4 separate regions of the Mus musculus genome follow, and all the other regions are linked to region 2. The links are chromatin contacts, called in public promoter capture Hi-C maps. All regions are on one chromosome and are shown on one strand. The core of a region is the stretch at or near the end of the contact, and the rest is flanking DNA. Distances in the headings are between cores, read along the strand shown. Region 1 holds the start of Rbm46os (RNA binding motif protein 46, opposite strand). Region 2 holds the start of Gucy1b1 (guanylate cyclase 1, soluble, beta 1). Region 3 holds the start of Fgg (fibrinogen gamma chain). Region 4 holds the start of Fga (fibrinogen alpha chain).

Region 1 (2,799 bases), core at 180-2,679, 800 kb before region 2:
CAGACAGTTAAAACCATTGGGATTGAATGTGGCTCCTCTGGAAGAACAGCCAGGGTTGGTTCTTAAATGCTGAACCTTTTCTCCTGGTCCCTTCCACTGTTTAACCATTTCTTTCCATTCCCACAGACAGCATAATTTCCCTTTGAGCTGCTGATAGATTTTCTCCTGTTTTCGCCATCAGCAAAGGCTTATCCCAATTCTGGCTTCTTTTCAGACAAAAGAACACCTGCATTTCACATCTTTCTTCATTTGGGTCATCTTTCCCCATAAAGCATCTAAAAATTTCTATTTTGCAGTCTATTCTTAAAGAATTCTCGTAGCATAAAGGTTTCAGATGCCCTCTTCTTGGAAACTTAAGAAATAAAGGCTATTCCTTTATGTTTTGGTTGCAGAAGGCATAAATCTTTTATAGCAGTCAATGAAAAATACATCTGCTAATAAAATTTGCTCAGTTTCTTTAAGACTTTGAGGGAGAGGATGTACCCTGTAACTTGAGTCTTTAACATTGTCTTTCTAAAGCAAGTTTCTAAGGCCTCACTCTAATGACCTTTATGAAACTCTTGTTCACTTGGTTTCCTTTATACTGGGGATGGGGTGTGAAAAGAGAACACACTGGAAATGTTAAGTAGTCCTCCAGGCTACCTCCAAGACCTCATTCACACCTCACAATAAAATATCGCCACCTACTGGCTTCTACAGGCTCCTACAACGACGCTTAAAATCAGCTAGTCTGTAAAATCAAGTCTGTAAAATTCAGACATGAAAATGAATGTGAAGAACCTTTCTTTCCTGGACAAAACAAAACAAACGAACAATGTTTAACAAACCTTCCTCTTGTAGTTTTTGAGGTTAAAAAAATCTTTAAAAACAAAGCCAAACTAGTGTATTAGATGTGGCTCAGGCTTTCAACTTGTTTGGAAAATACTGTGCAGAGCAGAGTTTAGGAATAACTGCTTTCCGAGTTACCAACGCCTCCCAGGTATTGTGCATAGCGTTCTCCTTGGGGGGCACCTTTTGGGATAGTAACATATCACAAGCCGCTTGATGCACACGTTGTGTAAACGCCCACAGCTCTCTTGAGTCGGTTTCCCTGTCTGTAAAACATGCTATAACTTAGTTTTAAAAACCCTGTGAGAACGGACGAAGATGCCCTGGAACTGCTTTTGGCACGTAGAAACATAAAAGGGCTAAAACTCTGTTAACGTTATTTACGATCCCAGTCTCATCATATCTGTTTTAAGGGGAATCAGAAATTAAGGGGCCACCCCTCCCATCCTCATTTACAAAAGTCCCCATGACTGTTTTGCACCCAACAAGGCGTTCAATCAAGATTTGCAAACTTCATCCAGCCAGACAAAGAACTTTCTCAACCTACCTACATCTCCCTTAAGGGAAGCACTGCAAGTTCACTTTGTAACTTTTGTTTAGTAACGCCTTCAAGTCTTCCACGCGCCAAACTTCACTCGCCCAGACTGGCTTTTCTCCTCCTGATTGGCCAGCGAGCGTGCCACTCCAAGTCCCTTTCGCCTGTCGCAAGTGCCTCCTCCGGCCTCAAGCCTCAGTCCCGCCTCCTCGCCCCCACCGGCGGCCGCTGATTGGTCGAGGTGGGGCCACTCCACGTGAGGCACGCTAGGCTGAGGCGAAGAGCCCGTGGCCCCGAGGCGCGAGGACAGCACGAGCGCCACTGGCCACGCCCTGCCCCGTCCGGCCCCGCGGCGACTCCTCTGACCACCGCTTCCGCCCGCAGCGCCGATCCGAAGCTCTGGCGGCGGTTTGTGCTCGTTGGTCCAGGGATTTTTAGGTCTGGCCTCTGAAGACCCGACGGGGTGAGGCGGGAATGGGAGCTGCGGGGGTGACCGGCAAACCGCTGCCAACGGCCGCAGTCGGGGGTGCCCTCGTGCGGGGTCCGGGGCGCCACCGTCGGGCGGTGTCCGCGGGCTGGCCTGCGCGGCCGCCCCGTCGACAGCGGCTCCGGGGTCTCGGGCTCCCTGCGCGGCCGCCCCGTCGACAGCGGCTCTCGGGTCTCGGGCTCCCTGCGCGGCTGCCCAGTCGGCAGAAGCTCCGGGACCTCGGGGTCCTGGCCGCTGCTTCCCGACCTCGCTGGCCTCCCGTCGCCGTTGTGTCCGCTCGCCGCGCCGCCCAGAGTTCCTAGCGGGGGCCGGGCCTCGAACTTTCCGCCGCCCCGACTGGGAAGCGGCCGGGCTGCCTAGGGGATCTGCGTGAGTGGTTGTCGGGAGCCAACTGCCCGACGGGCCGGATAACACTCTTAGTGCAGCCTGGGGTGAGGGAGGACCACGGAGCCGGTCCAGGGGCCCGGTGGATGCTGGTGGACTGGCTTCCTGGTGAATTTATGAGAAGGGGACCCCAGGGGACTCAGAAAAAGCACCTCATTTAGCCTTCTAGAATTAGGTTAAAACCAGGAAGCACTATAGGTAGCATCAAGGTGGTAACAGCCCATCATTTATGAATATGCATGTGGAAATAGGCTAATTTAAATAACTAGCAGTTTTCATTTCAAGGGATTAGGGCAATGAGATGCTTCAGAAACTTCCTTTGTAGTCATAAGAATCAACCTTAGCGCTGTGATAGGTAGATTTGTTTTTAAGTATACCTGTTTAAAATATTGTCTCAATCACTAACTGTGCCACTGAGGACATTCGGATCTTGTTAGCACTGTATTTGCCAAATAACCAACTAATGCCTTATTTCCTGCGTGTGGCCATGTTTTAAGTGCTAATTTTCATATAAGAGTCTTGGACTTTAAAATATTAATGCCAAAATTATAAAACAGCTCATGTA
Region 2 (3,102 bases), core at 550-3,049:
GAAAGGAAGGAGGGTGTAAAGAAGGAAGGAGAGTCTGAATGCTCCCCTCACATCTTTTCCAAGTGAATTTTTAGTGGTTTTCATGCCTAAAGAAATGCTTTTCTCTCCCTCTTTTCTGTCTAAGCATAGTGTAGGGCACATACCACTGTACAACGCCCACAGAGACAGTGCAGGTACTCTACTCTGCTTGTCATAGGAGAAGAGACAAAGGTAGCATATGTATGTGTATGGATATGTGTTGGAACCTTTTGATTCCAACAATTGTGGAATCAAAAGGTTCAGTAGGTGTTGTGTAGAAAACTTTTCTTGAGGAGACACAGTGAATATTTCTACTGTCTTTAGAGTGAGAAGCCAGGACAGATGAGTAATGATTACATCACTGTCCACCTTGGAGAACCAATGAGTTTTGGGACTATGGATGAGTGCATACTTACAGAAGGGACAGCTTGAAAGTAAGAAAGAGGAGAGAGAGAGAGAGAGAGAGAGAGAGAGAGAGAGAGAGAGAGAGAGGAAGGAAGAGAGAAAGAGAGAGAGGGGGAGGAAGGAAGGAAGAGAGAAAGAAAGAAAGAAAGAAAGAAAGAAAGAAAGAAAGAAAGAAAGAAAGAAAGAGGGAAGGAGAAAGGGAAGGAGGGAAGGAGGGAGGGAGGGAGAAAGACATACTGGAGAGGGATGAAATGTTCACACATTTGTAATGGGCCCTTGGATGGATGGATGGATGGATGGATGGATGGGTGGGTGGGTGGGTGGACTGATGGACAGACAGACAAACAGACAAAACAGAAATACAAGACAAATCTAAAACTTCTGGAATTCTAACTCCTGGGTTGTAATATGGCCTGTCCTGTAAAGTTCACAGACAAGATGGCTTAACGTTTTGCTCACAATTATGTTTGCACATGAAGTATCTATCCTCCAAGAAGATACATGAAGTATCTATCCTCCGAGAAGGTACTTGAGAGCATATTCCCCAGCTGGGAAATACCAGTTTGGAAACTTCTGGAAGCCTTTTTGGAGTTTGTAAGTAGACCACTGTGGGTGTCCTTGGGAACTGTAAGCCTCTACTGGGCCCACCTGTGTGTCTCTGTAATGAACTAAACAGCCTCGGCCATTCTCTCAGCCACCATGGAGTTGGGCTGTTCCACACGCCCCAAAGCAACGGAGACAAAAAAAAAAGCGAAAACAAAAACAAAAAACGATGGATCTCTAAAAACCACAGGCAAAAACATGAATTCTGCTGGTTAATGTCAGGTATTTTGTCTCAATGGCAAAAAGTCTAATGCAGTTGCTAAACCTCTTGTATATTACAAAACATCTTAGTTTGTGCACTTGATTATTAACTTAATTGACTAAAAGTAAAAATGTTAATTTTGTAGGATTAGCTATGTTTGCCAGCTGTTGCTAGGTAAAGCAACAGAGGAAATGTTTATGTGCATAACTACAAAAAACATGACGATGTTAATCAACACTGGGCGCGCGCGCGCGCACACACACACACACACACACACACACACACACACACACACACGCCCAAGCTCTAGGACATTAGAACAGATGTACGAGGATGACAATGACAATACCCCATCCATGCTGGAAGGAGCACAGCTGGTTCTGTTCTATCTGCCTTAAGGCCTCAAAAGAAATGACTTGTCACCAGACTGGGGCGGGAAAATGTTTGAGCACAGTAGCTCTGAGCCCATCTGAATTCCCTCCTCTGTCACTGATTGGCTAAGATATGGGAAGAAACAGCGCCCAGCCTCCTGCGGCTCCACTCGTCATTGGCTGAGAAGAGGTGGCAATCAGAGTTGGCCGAGACTGATGCCCTAGCTTCAGCTCTGTGCTGGTCTGGGAGCACTGTCGCCGCTGTAGTCGCTGTCTGGGTCCCTTCCGCGGTACTCTTGCCTGGAAGCTGCTTCCTAGGCTCCGGGCGCGGACACCATGGTGAGTGCTGTCAGGATGGTCAGCGGAACATCACACCTGAGCGGGTGGACCTTGACTGGCTAGAGAGCTGGCTGAGATGCAGAAACAAGCCCCAGGGCACACAGAGCGGAGGGCCGCGAGGAACAGCGCTTTTGGTGGGAGGTGGGGACATATGATCTGCTGGAGTGCTCCGAGTCTCTGGGTCTGGTTGGGTCCCCACCACTCAACCCCAGCCTCCAACTTCTGGGGATTCTGGGTTCCACGGGCAGGGTGGTGTGGGAAGCTCAGGGCTCAGGTTCCTGAGCTACCCCTGTTGCACCACGGTGACAGGTGAGCAGGGGTAAGAAGATGGGGGAGGGGAAAGGGACGACGAGAATTCAAAGATCCCGCAGAGTCCCCCCTTTTAGAATAGGGTACCCGAAAGCTTATCCTGAAGGCGAATGACAGGTCAGAGGCACCGGGTGGAAGACCGGGTTGCAAGGCGCGGGTCCTTGACCACGGTCTCTCTCTCTGCCCTTCAGTACGGTTTCGTGAACCATGCCCTGGAGCTGCTGGTGATCCGCAATTATGGTCCCGAGGTGTGGGAAGACATCAAGTAAGTGAACAGCCCCGCTCCCAGGGCCGCGCGTTGGCACCGAGCCCGCGCCCGCCCGCTTCCCTGGCTGCTCCCAGCAGGGTCGTGGTGCGCATCCTCCGGTCTCCTCTCCCACGCTCCGAAGCCGGGACCAGGAGAGGAGGGTAGGCCGGGGCGTGGCCGCGTGATCAAGCCCCTTGGGGTCGCTGCGGCCTCTTCACCCGGACTGAGCGTGGGAACACCCAGACAGGCAGAGCACTGTGACTCCCAGGCCAGGTTCAGAGGGTTGGCTAGCTCCCATGCAAGGGGACCTGGGGGCTTCCTGGGCCTCTGCAAGGTCTTAGGATCAGAGGCAGGAAATGAACAGAAGATTCGCTTTCTTTTGCGATTTGCACACCAGGAACACGTAATATGGTTAAATCATTTGGTTATGGTATAGTACACTCAAAGATTATTTCTCCAGTAAGTCATGAGAAACCGATATGTAATAAAGGGACATTTTCCCTTTAACTTGCCCAAATCACCCTTGCTTTGCTGTGTTTTCTTCTGGCAACCCTAGCAGGGCATCCTAGTTTCTGTAGAGCTTTGAGTCTGGTACTCAGATAAGACGA
Region 3 (3,123 bases), core at 9-2,508, 930 kb before region 2:
TCAAGTAAATAGAGCCAGAATGGCATTCAAAGGCATCTACAATAACCTTTCTCCAATGCGATTATTATTTTAAAATTACAGGCCCGTGCAACTCATTTTTCACTAAAGAACTCCCATCTCCACTGGGAGATTTGATACTATAAATGAAAACTAAATTCCAAGGTCACTTTCTATGAAATGTGGAACATTAAGGAAAAGTTCCAGGTGCCTTGAGGAGCACATGAAAACCCAGACACATACCGAATGCTTGTCTCGTGGGTTAACAGCAGCGCTTCGTATTTCACAATTTCTTCTACCATCTTCTTAGACTTCTGAGTGGCACTGTCTATCATACCTGTAACAGGGTCAGAGACAGGAAAATCCCTTAAGCAAATAGTACAACGGAAAGCAGAGGAGGTGACTCCTCGGTGGGGTTTCCTCTCACCTGGCTTTGGGGGTTGGTCTGGGTTGTAGTAAACCTGAATTGCTTTGATCAGTTCTTTGGCTTCTGTGGTTCTGTTTTCAGCCCGGAATAAGATGTCTTCCAGCGTTCGGAGATCATTGTCCACGTCGGTTTGGTAAGAAGACAGGAAATCTGCGATACCACAGGTGGTTGGGCAGAAACTACCCTGCAAGTCAATTTAAGGAGGTAATTAAACACCTTAGGAGAGAAGTCTTAAATACAATCCATAAATATTAAACCATTCCCCAAAAGCTTAAGTTGTCAACTGATAAATGAAAGTGCTACCCTGTTTTCCCACCCTTCTCTAGTTTCAGGATAGGGGGTGACACTGAAATTACTTACGAATCTCTCATCTAGGATGCAACAGTTATCTCTGGTAGCCACATACTGTTGGAGAAAAACAAAGATATTTTGCTACTGGTCCCAGTCATGTCTCTCTCTCTCTCTCTCTCTCTCTCTCTCTCTCTCTCTCTCTCTCTCTCTCTCTCTCTCTCTCTCTCTCCCCTTTATAAAAACGTTTTAATAATAAAACAGTATGGCTTCGGAAGGACACTTACTGCCAGGCCCGTTGGAGAGAACAGTAAAAGCAGGCAGCAAAGAAGGAAACTCGGGGGCTGCAAAGACCAACTCATGGTGTCTGGGTGACCAGGTGCTCCCAGCTCTTTACAGCCAGCACTGTGACCTCTTGGGCTTCTCCTTGGTCCTTTATGTGAGCTCTCAGTCTGGGCGGGACTAAGGGTGGCTGGAACTGGTCACAGGGTCTCTTTACCAGAAATGTGAGCTCTTTCTGCTCATTCTGGCTCTCACTCGTGCTCTGAGGGATTCCCAGATTTTGCGCACAGGTTTAAGCTCCTCCCTTTGGGCTCAGCCCAACCTGTCTCCTCAGACCCACAGGTATCTGCAAAAGCCAGCAAAACAGGGGGGGGGGGGGTGCTGCTCCGAGGGCTGACAGAGGCCGCGTGTTGCAACTACTTCCAGTACACCACCTCCAGGAGAACAAACACAGGGTTCTGACCTCCCACAACAAACCAAGCTTATCCAGAAGTCTGGCCTGTTGCAGCCACAGGCATTACTGAAAGACCTGTCTTTGCCCAGGGGTGGGAGAAGGGAACTTTTCCTCCTTTCATGTCTAAGGTCTGTATTTCCAAGGGTGGATCATGCTGGAGATGGGTTCCTGTCCCTCCTCTGTGATATCCTTTTTCTTGGGTCAGTTTTGACTGAGTTTTGGGCTCAACTCTTCTGATGACTGGAAGACAGGTTCCCTCCCATCTGCCACCAAAGAGAAGGAGCCAGGAGTTTACCAGTTTGTCCCAAAGCCCCATCTAGTTCCTGGAGGAAAAGCCTGGACTCAGAGAAACCCACCTGTCACACATCTCCTTAGAAGCCTCTCTGAAGGAGAAGGGACACAGGGAGACACTGAGAAGGTTCATTGAGTTTGTGGGGAAAGGGCACTGTCACCTCTCTTTGCTAATGACAAGCAGCTGTGGCACTGTGACAGATGTGTGCAGTCACTCTCCTCCTGTGACCAAGCTTGCTGTAAACTGTGAAGAACTATGTAACTGGGAGAAACGCACTAACATGAAAGAAGTGCTAACATGCTGGTATTTGACTTGAAGTTTTGACAAAGTACTGTCTCCTTTGACATTAAAACAAAGAAATGTTTATGCTCTGTAGCTAGTCAGAAATCATTTTAAGTAAGGGAACTCATCAGACCAAATATGTAGCCCTTTCTCTTCCTGACCAGATTGGCCTCCACTTCAGTCACTTTTTGCTCCAAGCCATTTGTGATATTCTTACAGAATAGCTTGGACAATGCCACCATTCACCTGCTTAAAGACCCCGTAGCCTTTAGTCACTTCCTATCTCCTGTTTGTTTTTTCTTCCTATATGTTCTACTTTTTCCCCCCATCTTGTTTGTCAATGTGCATAGGAACTACTGCATCTCTGGCTGTCAAAACAAATAAAACAAAAAACAAACAAACAAACAAACAAAAACAAGCAAAAACCCCCAGAAGCCCTGTTTTCTGGAGGCTAGTTCCCTCTAATAGAGCATTACCCCACAGCCCCAGCTCTGGCTCCATGTTTTGTAGGAATTATAAGAACCTTGCATTATATAACCCATTAATCTATCAATGGAAATTCAGTGTTTGGCCACAGCACCCAGTAGACCGAGTGACAGTTAATACTCAACAATTATTGAGTGACTTTAGTTGATTGGGCTGGAAGGAAGTCTACTTTTAATGTTAATACTCCTGGTACTCTCAAATTTTCCAAATTGCAAAAGTAAGCGAGGTACCTTATGTGCTGTTAAATGAAAGAGAAAAACATACCAACATTTGCCTTTAAAATGATAAAAATAAAAGCACATAAAAACACAGAGGCACACACCTTTGATGTTTTCAATAGAACTCGCTGGCAGTTATTATTATTATCATCATCATCATCATTACCTTTTACAGCCAGAAATTTTGTAGTTCCTATGAATGTCAGCAAGCCACAGCAAATGTTTTATGCAACTTGTATAAATAGGAATTTCCTTATTTCCATAGACTTTTATTGGGGATTCTTATTCTTATGCTGTATTCATGGAAAATGAGCTTTGTTGCAACTACAGACAGTTCTCTTCAGTAAATGATCTGTTGTGATTAACTACCATCTAGAAGGCTCGGCAGAATCAGAGC
Region 4 (2,922 bases), core at 305-2,804, 950 kb before region 2:
TTATAATTAATCAACATGGTCTCATTCTCATTTGTGAAAATTCAAATAATCCTAATTACCATAATTAAAGCAGCGAAGAACAACTCATTTAAAAGAACGAGTCCTTTTGTATAAGAAATATAATGGTAAATTCAATTGTATGAGTAAAATAGCACAACAATGAAGCAGACAGAAAGTGCACATAATAATGAGACAAGGAAGACAATAGAAGTACAAATTACCCAGAAATATCGCCTCAGCTGGTTATTTTAGTTTAATTCCCTCCAAAATGTATTGTTCTTTACTCTCTGATATCAAGATTTTTGAATGGTGAGCCAAAAAACCCACCACCACCACCACCACCACCACCACCACCACCACCACAAAAAACACCTGAAATAATATACAGCCTGGGTAACTAATTAGGATGTCACTAGGTCCTTGGTCATAGTTGACATGTTTTATAAACTAGAATGTGTCAGAAACTCCAGTAATTTAGATTTCTTTCTTTTGTTTTTCTTTGGGGCTTAATTTGGGGAATGATGTCAGTATTTAGAAGTTATCTGAAAAGAACACGAATCCTTCCAAAGAGCCCACTGCCTCATAACTAATGTCTTCGGAATTTGCTATACGTTTTCAAAGGCAATTAATTTGCCCTCTTCCTTTTATGTCTTCAAAAGGATATGAAAAGTTCCTCTTAGGGCTGCGGGTGTAGAACGCTTGCTTGGTCAGTACAGAGAAAGCTCTGCTTCATTCCTCAACATGACAACATTACAAAACTAAAATATTACAAATAAAACAAAGACTAGAGGTAAACCATACTAAACCCCAAACCTTCTGCTCATTACAGACAAATGTCTGGAATTACCAGCTGGAGAACAGTTCTTACCCAGTGTTTTGTTCTGTTAGAATGATGTCTCTGGAGTTTAAAGGGACAAACATGTGGAGGGATTCAGGAGGCTGGCAGTGTAGCTTAGTTGTAGAGAGCTTTACTGCCATGCCCAGGGGTTCTCAACCTGTGGGTCACGACTCCTTTGGCAAACCTCTATTTCCAAAAATATTTACGTTATGATTCATAAAAGTAATAAAATTAAGGTTAGGGAGTAGTAACTAAAAACAATTTTCTAGTTGCGGGTCATCACAACATGAGGAACTGCATCTAAGGGTTGCAGCATGAGGAATTCTATGCTGGATCAATCCCCAGCAACCGTGAGAGTATACTAACACACAGCTGCAGTTTTAAAGACTGCATCTGAATCAGCCTGAACGACAGATGTCAAGATCTCTCGTTATCCTAGGGCCTCCCTCTGGACATCACATTTCCCCATACACTTGTCAGGCTCATCTAAGAATTTGCCTCCCTGGCCTGGCATTTAAAAAGCTAAGTACAAAGGACTTGTAGACTCTGAACTCAGGGCTCCTTGCGGAAGAATTAACAGAGAGAAGAGAAAGCACATACCCAGACTGTGCTGGCCACGCTCAAGATGAGGCAGGTGACCCTCAGGGACAGCATGGTGTCTGCGTTTAGGGATGGCTCATGAGGAGAACTGGAGCTGAAGCGAAGGAGGACTGACTGCACTCACAGCTCCAACCCTACTTAAACCGGCAGGAGGTTAATCATCACCCTTGGCCCACTCAAGCAGCCAAAGCTCACAGTGTGTCCTGTGCTCTGACCATAATAACCAAGGTATCCCAGAAACTCTTGCTCAATTCTCTGTAGCTTGTTTGTTTCCGATAAGTTGTTGCAAATGGTAGCATTTGATTGTGCAGTCAGCAGTTGGGGGGTGGGGGGAATCTACATTCCAGGAAATGGGGGCCTTGGAAGCTGGGGAGATGAACACAGTTCACACCTGAAGGAAGTAAGAGAGCAGCCAGGGCACTCTGGCTATCACTTCTGTGGAGCAGAGACATTGGACTGTGTGTGGGATTCAGAGTTCATCTGAATTTCAGAATGACCTGAAAGCCTACAATAAGCTTATGTTAAACGGGTTGTTTTCCTCCAGCCAGAGGTCAAGACAGTAGCTGCTGGCGACCAATGCCAGCATCCACAGTCCTAGCTCCAGCTTCCTGGCTCTGAGCACTTATGAAGGTTAACTGTCCATCCTTGGGAATCAGTCTCCTCTCTTAAAGACCAGGGCAAAGGCAACATCCTACACATGTTAGTAAACAAATGGGTGAATTATTTCAAGGCCTCCCGAGGAGTGGTTGTCACCACGGCCTGGGAGGAAGTGCTGGCCATGATTGGAGAAGTACATGGAAAATGTACTGTACTTCCTGCCTTTGGGCTTGATCTCTCTTCATCTGCTCTTCATTTCCATGTACAATTCTTCTGGACTCAGTGAAACTTCTGTGTGACCCAACCACGCACCCACTAATATTCCCCCCCCCCCCAAAAAGCAACAGCTGGATTTTGAACAGAATATTCATTGTTCACAATTCCACACTATGGAAGCAGCCTCAGACAATGGATGAATGGATAAAGAAAAGGGGTGGATACAAGAGATTATTGTTCAGCCTGTGAAAAGAAGAAATTCACACATTTGGGGAAATGTACGGGAGCCTTGAGGATATCACACTAAGCGAACGATGTGACTTCACTTCCGTGTGAAACCTTTAATGTGCAACTCAAGAGACTGGGACACAGTAGTGGTTTCCTGGAGACGAGAAATGAGGGAAACAGAAAGGAAGAAAAAAGAGGAAAAGGGAAAGATAATCAAAGAAGGTGATGCATATACTAATGAGCTCAAAGGGGTGGTTATTTCACATCAAACATACAGCACTTTTACATATCAGTCACGGTTCAATAAAATGATTAAAAAAAACCCTTTGACTTAAGTGTGCTGTATTTAGTAATAAACACTGAGAATGAGCAGCCAAATCTGAATCTCAGACAGACAACCAATATATCTTAGTGTATGCATGTCTTCTGCCGTGTTTGGAGTA

Evidence for each region. Promoter capture Hi-C pulls out the DNA fragments that hold promoters and counts their contacts.
Region 1: a promoter capture Hi-C map of embryonic stem cells shows a contact between it and region 2, with 5 times the contacts expected there. The contact joins the promoter of Rbm46os here to the promoter of Gucy1b1 in region 2. A contact is called at or near these places in 11 of 39 promoter capture datasets (the 3T3-L1 cell line, the HPC-7 cell line, cranial neural crest and 6 more).
Region 3: a contact with region 2 is called in a promoter capture Hi-C map of stem cell-derived epiblast-like cells, with 3 times the contacts expected there. The contact joins the promoter of Fgg here to the promoter of Gucy1b1 in region 2. A contact is called at or near these places in 2 of 39 promoter capture datasets (hippocampal neurons and stem cell-derived epiblast-like cells) and 1 of 115 datasets of contacts at active chromatin or transcription factors (astrocytes).
Region 4: a promoter capture Hi-C map of liver shows a contact between it and region 2, with 3 times the contacts expected there. The contact joins the promoter of Fga here to the promoter of Gucy1b1 in region 2. A contact is called at or near these places in 3 of 39 promoter capture datasets (cranial neural crest, embryonic stem cells and liver).

The regions. Positions count from the first base shown.
Region 1 is chr3:82,875,335-82,878,133 of GRCm38.p6, reverse strand. It overlaps Rbm46os (RNA binding motif protein 46, opposite strand), which reads right to left and starts at 1,429. Exons shown (of 4, transcript NR_040382.1): 1 at 1,376-1,429. It overlaps Rbm46 (RNA binding motif protein 46), which reads left to right and starts at 1,651. Exons shown (of 6, transcript NM_001277170.1): 1 at 1,651-1,826.
Region 2 is chr3:82,073,408-82,076,509 of GRCm38.p6, reverse strand. It overlaps Gucy1b1 (guanylate cyclase 1, soluble, beta 1), which reads left to right and starts at 1,799. Exons shown (of 14, transcript NM_017469.4): 1 at 1,799-1,938; 2 at 2,439-2,512. The coding sequence starts at 1,936.
Region 3 is chr3:83,005,859-83,008,981 of GRCm38.p6, reverse strand. Fgg (fibrinogen gamma chain) reads right to left here and starts at 1,258. Exons shown (of 10, transcript NM_133862.2): 1 at 1,000-1,258; 2 at 785-829; 3 at 425-608; 4 at 241-334. The coding sequence starts at 1,074. Gm30097 (a long non-coding RNA gene) reads left to right here and starts at 567. Exons shown (of 5, transcript XR_375748.2): 1 at 567-628.
Region 4 is chr3:83,024,785-83,027,706 of GRCm38.p6, reverse strand. Fga (fibrinogen alpha chain) reads right to left here and starts at 1,554. Exons shown (of 6, transcript NM_001111048.2): 1 at 1,439-1,554. The coding sequence starts at 1,492.